Regions from separate parts of the Mus musculus genome. Here region 1 is linked to region 2. Evidence: chromatin contacts called from public Hi-C data. All regions are on one chromosome and are shown on one strand. The core of a region is the stretch at or near the end of the contact, and the rest is flanking DNA. Distances in the headings are between cores, read along the strand shown.

The links. Hi-C and Micro-C count contacts between places; a contact is called where the count stands out from the background.
Region 1: a Hi-C map of the N1E-115 cell line shows a contact between it and region 2, with 8 times the contacts expected there. The contact joins two enhancer-like sites. A contact is called at or near these places in 10 of 484 Hi-C or Micro-C datasets (the N1E-115 cell line, adipose-derived mesenchymal stem cells, cerebellum and 6 more) and 4 of 115 datasets of contacts at active chromatin or transcription factors (astrocytes, embryonic stem cells and pancreatic cancer cells).

What each region holds. Positions count from the first base shown.
Region 1 is chr11:23,067,101-23,069,800 of GRCm38.p6, forward strand. It overlaps Gm12059 (a long non-coding RNA gene), which reads left to right. Exons shown (of 2, transcript XR_872307.2): 1 at 1-1,317. Among named protein-coding and RNA genes, the nearest start is that of Gm12059, 3.4 kb to the left of the region's middle. Within about 2 kb of position 1,276, at least 31 of the 459 cell types and tissues checked have an H3K27ac peak or open chromatin away from gene starts, as enhancers often do. A contact at or near this core is called in the N1E-115 cell line, where this site is marked.
Region 2 is chr11:22,628,302-22,631,090 of GRCm38.p6, forward strand. No RefSeq gene overlaps it. Among named protein-coding and RNA genes, the nearest start is that of Gm12052, 18 kb to the left of the region's middle. Within about 2 kb of position 1,525, at least 106 of the 459 cell types and tissues checked have an H3K27ac peak or open chromatin away from gene starts, as enhancers often do. A contact at or near this core is called in the N1E-115 cell line, where this site is marked.

The DNA.
Region 1 (2,700 bases), core at 26-2,525, 440 kb after region 2:
CACTCAATCCCTATGGAGTTTTTTAGTCAAGACAATGCATTTACATTGCTTTACTTCAATTTTTTTCTGCTAGGGACTAAACACTGAGCCTGTAAACATGACTATAGACAACTGTCACTTAGCTGACTCTCCTGAGCTGCAGACTACACCTTACATTCTACATTCACAGTCCATGTTCCCAAACTTCAGCCAGGCGTGGCGGCACAAGGCGGGAATTCTGCTCTGAGAAGCCGAGAAAACTAAGCTCCAGGCCAACCTGGGTTACAGAGTAAACCCAGTTTCTAAAACAAATCTCCTATCAGCTCTTCTACTCAAATGTCCTGCTAATGCCTCAAAACCAAAATCCATTCGTTTCAACACACATCATTCCAAATTGGTTATCAACCTTCATCCCAAACAGGTTTGTTCTATTTGGTTTTCCAATAGAGTGATTGGCCGAGGTGTCTCCATACTCAGCGTCTGGGTCTGGAGGATGGCCGTTTTGTCCCGATGCTCCTCACTCTTCCTCAAGGGCTAGCCTGAGCCTTCTTTCTGCAGAACCTGGCCTCGTCTCCCTCCACCTCCCATCCTAGGGCTCTGAGGAAAGCCTCGCTTGCCCCTGGGTCCTACCAACCAGGAGCACGAACGCGCCTTGCGAACTCGCGTCAGCACTGCCCTAGACCTTCAGTCAGGGTACAGATCACCTCGCCCACTAGCGCTGAGCGCACCGGGCTGGACCGCCTCTGCACACGCGCACAGCGGCAGGGCCGCTCTAGGCACGCAGCGCGGTCCTGTCTCGTTGGTACCGGCGCTGACGGCGCCCGCCCTGTACGCTGGAGCGGGAGGCTGTCCTGCGTGCTGTTCCCACGCTCTTCTCCACACCTCCGCAATAAAGGCGCGGGCGGCGCGCACTCCAGCGGGAAGAGGGATCGCACTTCCTCAGAAGGCTAGAGGTCCCTCCCTCAGCCGTCACGGCTCCCCCCCATCCCCCGTGGCCCTTAATCCCCTGGTGCGGGGGCTTGTTTCTAAGGCGCTGAGCCCTTCACCTTTCCGGAGCCCGGCATGGTGCTGGCAACGCCTCTCTCATCGCCTCGTTTTAAAAATAATGCGTTAAAAAAATTCAGTTTGCTATGCGAACAGCATTCCAACAGTACACAATTATATCCGAAATAGTTAAGCAATAAAAGAAAAAAAAAATGACGGGCGTTGTTGAGGCAGGAGGATTACTGCGAATTCTACTCCACCTTGGGCTACATACCGAGATTGTGTCAAAAACCACGGAGTGGGGGAAATTAAGTGAAGTAATCGTCTACGTTGGGAACCAAAGGTATAGTCAAGGTCAGCTTGAGACATGCCTGGGCTACCTAAGGTGGCTCTGCCCACCAGAGTGGGACACAAAACCCACAAGGATGAGGGTATTGTCATACTGCTATGTAAATGTAGAGTTTTCAAATATGCACAAAGGGGTTTTTGGTACCTGTTTTTCCAGGTCTTAGATACATTTTAAGTGGTCGTATGGCTATTCTAGTTGTTTAAAGAACCCATAGTTACTGGGCTTTTAAGGTATTTACAATTTTTCATTTCTACAAGCAGTGATAGATTGCTAGATCAAAGGGAATGCCCATTTGTAAGATTCTGAACCTTAACAGAGGCTTCCTAGAAGTGTTCTTATTAAAATGCATTTTCCCAGTAAGTATTAGAATGCTGCGTGACAGCATGAATCATTCTGTTACTAGTCAGCCTTTTGTCAGACTCTTGTATGAATTTGCATTTTGTTACCTAGGTATAAAACTGAATACTTTCCATATACTTACTGGTTCTTTATGAATTCCTTGCTTATAAGTTGTTTTCTTTATATTCGAGGTATTAACATTTTTAAAACTTACAGTGCTTTTGTATATTAGCAATATTAACTTTTATTTAAAGATTGCAAAAATCGTTTGGCTATTAAAGCCAGTAAGGTTTAGTTTGTGAAAGGTTTTAACTTTGTGGTAGGCATACCTAATCAAGCTTCCGTCCCTCTCCAACTCCCTGCTTACCTGATTGCATTTCCGTATACACTTGCAGGGTTTTTATTGTACATGTGCACATATGTCGTTTACTTCATTTGAAGTTTACTTAAAAGGAGTAGTCTTGCACGCGCTCGACTGGCCAGGAAGAACTGGTGCTGCTTTTATAGGCCTAGGAGGGGCGTGTCTCACACCCGGATTGGTTATGCACTAAGCCTCATTTGCATGTTCCTCATCTGATTGGCTACTCTCTCTCAGTACCTTACAGAACCTCATTATCATACCTCATTTGCATGTCTCACATCTGATTGGTTATACTCTCCGTACCTTACAGAACCTCATTATCATGCCTGGGCCAGGCAGTGTCTTTGCAAAAAACTTTACTGCATATGTACACATTGGTTGTTTGTCCAATCTTATGCGTGGTGGCCAGCAGTAGTCAGTGCCACTCTGCAACGGCACATGTGGCTTCCCACAGAGTAGGAGTTTTCAAAAAGCTTCTCTTTTTTTTTTTTTCTTCCAAGACAGGGTTTCTCTGTGTAGCCCTGGCTGTCCTGGAACTCACTTTGTAGACCAGGCTGGCCTCAAACTCAGAAATCCACTTGCCTCTGCCTCCCGAGTGCTGGGATTAAAGGCGTGCGCCACCATGCCGGGCCATAAAAAGCTTTTTTAAAAAAGGGCTGGTGAGATGGCTTGGCTGGTAAAGGCCCTT
Region 2 (2,789 bases), core at 275-2,774:
CAGGGGTATAGGCGCTTGCTATGAATTGTGATACCCTGAGTTTGATTCTCCCAGACTCATTTGATGAAAAAGAAAAGCATCTCTTAAATATTGTCCTCTGACCTCAGTAGGGACACACACACAACACACTCACACACACACATACACACTCACACACACATACTCACACACACACAACACACTCACACACACACTCACTCACTCACACACACACATACACAATTTCTTCTTTCTTCTTTTTTTTAATTCGAGTGTGTGTATGTGTGTATACGTATGTTCCTTAAAAAGTCTTCGGAGGCTTGGTGACAGTATTATTTCTATCCCTTAGCAGGGCTTTTAGGAATGAAAGGGGTTTTTCCTCAACCCTAAGTGATTTGTAGCAATGCCTGGGGTGGGTTTCATCCAAAACACTGGGATCTGTGAAATGCTGCAGCTGTTTACAGTCCCACGGCTGCATCCAAGAATCCTTCACTAATCCAACTCTGCCTGTCTTAGGCCATACTATTCTCCCAAGGCTCACCTTCCAGAACGTGAAAACCTACAAAGGCAGAGGCCATGGGGACCCTTGCTGGAGGTTGGCAGCAAGGAAAGGACACATCAATAATTCCACTCCTTGGCTGCCAATGATTGGACTGTGGGTAAGAGTGGTATGGCAGCTGATCGGCTGGATTCACATCAAGGCGGTGGATGGCTAGCCAGCCTTCTTTGCTCACACACAGGCCCAGGCACAGGCCTGGCTAGAAGAATGCTCCATATTGCCTCTCCCCAGACTCAGGCAGTGACACAAGGCATGTGATAGCATCCGTCAGAACAAGTCCCTCTGGGCAAGAGTCAGTTCTTCGGCAAAAGCCAAGAGCAGGAGCACACAGCTGCCTTCAGCTGAAGTTGTCCTACACTGAAGGTTACAAGGAACAAGTTGTCCTTCCCTTCAGACGACTGACTTCCTTTTGGATGAAACATCCCAGCTTCTCCTGTCAGGAACATGCCCAAATAAAGTAGCTGCTGCAGCCTTGGAAAAGATTTAGCTCCACAGAGAAGCTGGGACCCAACGCCCACATGGGATTTTCTGGATTTGCCTTTCTTTCTCTCTTCCTTGCTTCCTTCCTTGCTTGCTTCCTTCCTTCCTTCCTTCCTTCCTTCCTTCCTTCCTTCCTTCCTTCCTTCCTTCCTTCCTTCCTCCCTCCCTCCCTCCCTCCCTCCCTTCCTTCCTTCCTTTCTTTTCATTATTATTACTATTAGTTCGGCAGCGGTCATTTGAGTTTGGCTTTCCAAAGCTGTCTGGAAAAAGCTGCCCAGGCTCAGCTGCTCAAGACTGAAATGGGCGTGATGGATGCAGCCGCAGCTCTCAGATTTCTTGTTGCAAGTTTTTCTGACCTGAGTCAAGTAACCTGTTGAGACCAGTCCCCTCATCTACCCAGAGGCCACTCAGCAAATGCTTAGCTCACACTCCTGGATTCCTGTGTGGAACAGTGGAGATAGCGATCTGGCTCGGAACAATTCCAGCTGTAAACAACGCACTTCCTGACGGCAGAAGCAGAGTCCTCGGGAAAATGGCGCGGGTCTGCCTGCAGCCCGCCCCCGTTCTGTGCTGTGGGTGATGCCCGGGGAGCAAGCCTGGAAAGTATGTCTGTTGACAGCAAGGAGAAGCGCTAAATAATCTGCCAGGGACAGGAACTGGCCGCTAGCTAGATTTTTCTACGTAGGATTATATTTTGAAATAATTGCTTCAAGATATTTTTTTAAAAACTTGGCTGGCTCAGGGAGACATTCAGATGATGGTCTGGGGCCTTCAATGTAAGCTAAGGCAGGCTTGTAGAATCATCACCCAGCACAGAAGGAAGGAAGCCAACAACTGGGGCAGAGAGAACGCTCAGTGAAGTGCGTTGGGTTTCCGGTGTCCAGAGTCAGTGTCAGACTGTGGTCTGCCAAAGGTCCTGAGAATCCAGAATGACTTCCCACATGCTCTGCTAGGGGAGTATTGGTGGGGAGGGGGGAGGGGGAGCTTTGGGGACTAGTGACAGAAAGGTTGTCAGCCTAGCCCCAGTCCACCTGGTCAGCTGACTCCTATTAGTTGATAACTCACCCTTGGAGTTACTGCGGAGAGCTGGGCAGCCCTCCCTCAAATGTCCCCTTGGCCTTCTCTCTGTTTTCTCAGGCCTCTGCACAAATGCCACCTTCTCAGGAAAATCTACCCTGTCTGAAAGGCTGATGTCCCCGCCTCATTTCCTAATGTTAAACATGTTGTCGTTCCCATTACAGTTTATATCGTCTATATTGTAACTATCTTAGCAGGAACAAAAATATTCTATTTTATTTATTTGTTTGCTTATTTTGGGACACGGTCCCATGCATACGAAGCCCACCTCAAACTCTCTAGTTGAAGAAGACCTTTAACTTCCCTGATGATTTTTGCCTCCACCTCCAACGTGCTGGGATTATGGGCACGTCACAACCGACACCCAGTTCATAGTTTCTTCAGTGTTCAGGATTGAACCCGGCTTCTTCTGCATGCCACACAAGCACTCTGCAAGCTGAGTTACATCTCCAGCCCCTGACAGGTGAAGCTATTCTAGACAATTCTGAACACACACACACACACACACACACACACACACACACACACACACACACAAGGTCCTGTATATCTCTCTAGTGAAATAATGGTCGCCATGAGATTAGAATCCCCCAAGATATTCATGCTAGGAGAAAGAAAGGATGGAGGCAGAGAGGAACATGGGTCCCAGAATGCTGTTTCACACAGCTCTAACAACTGCACAAGCCCACCTGGA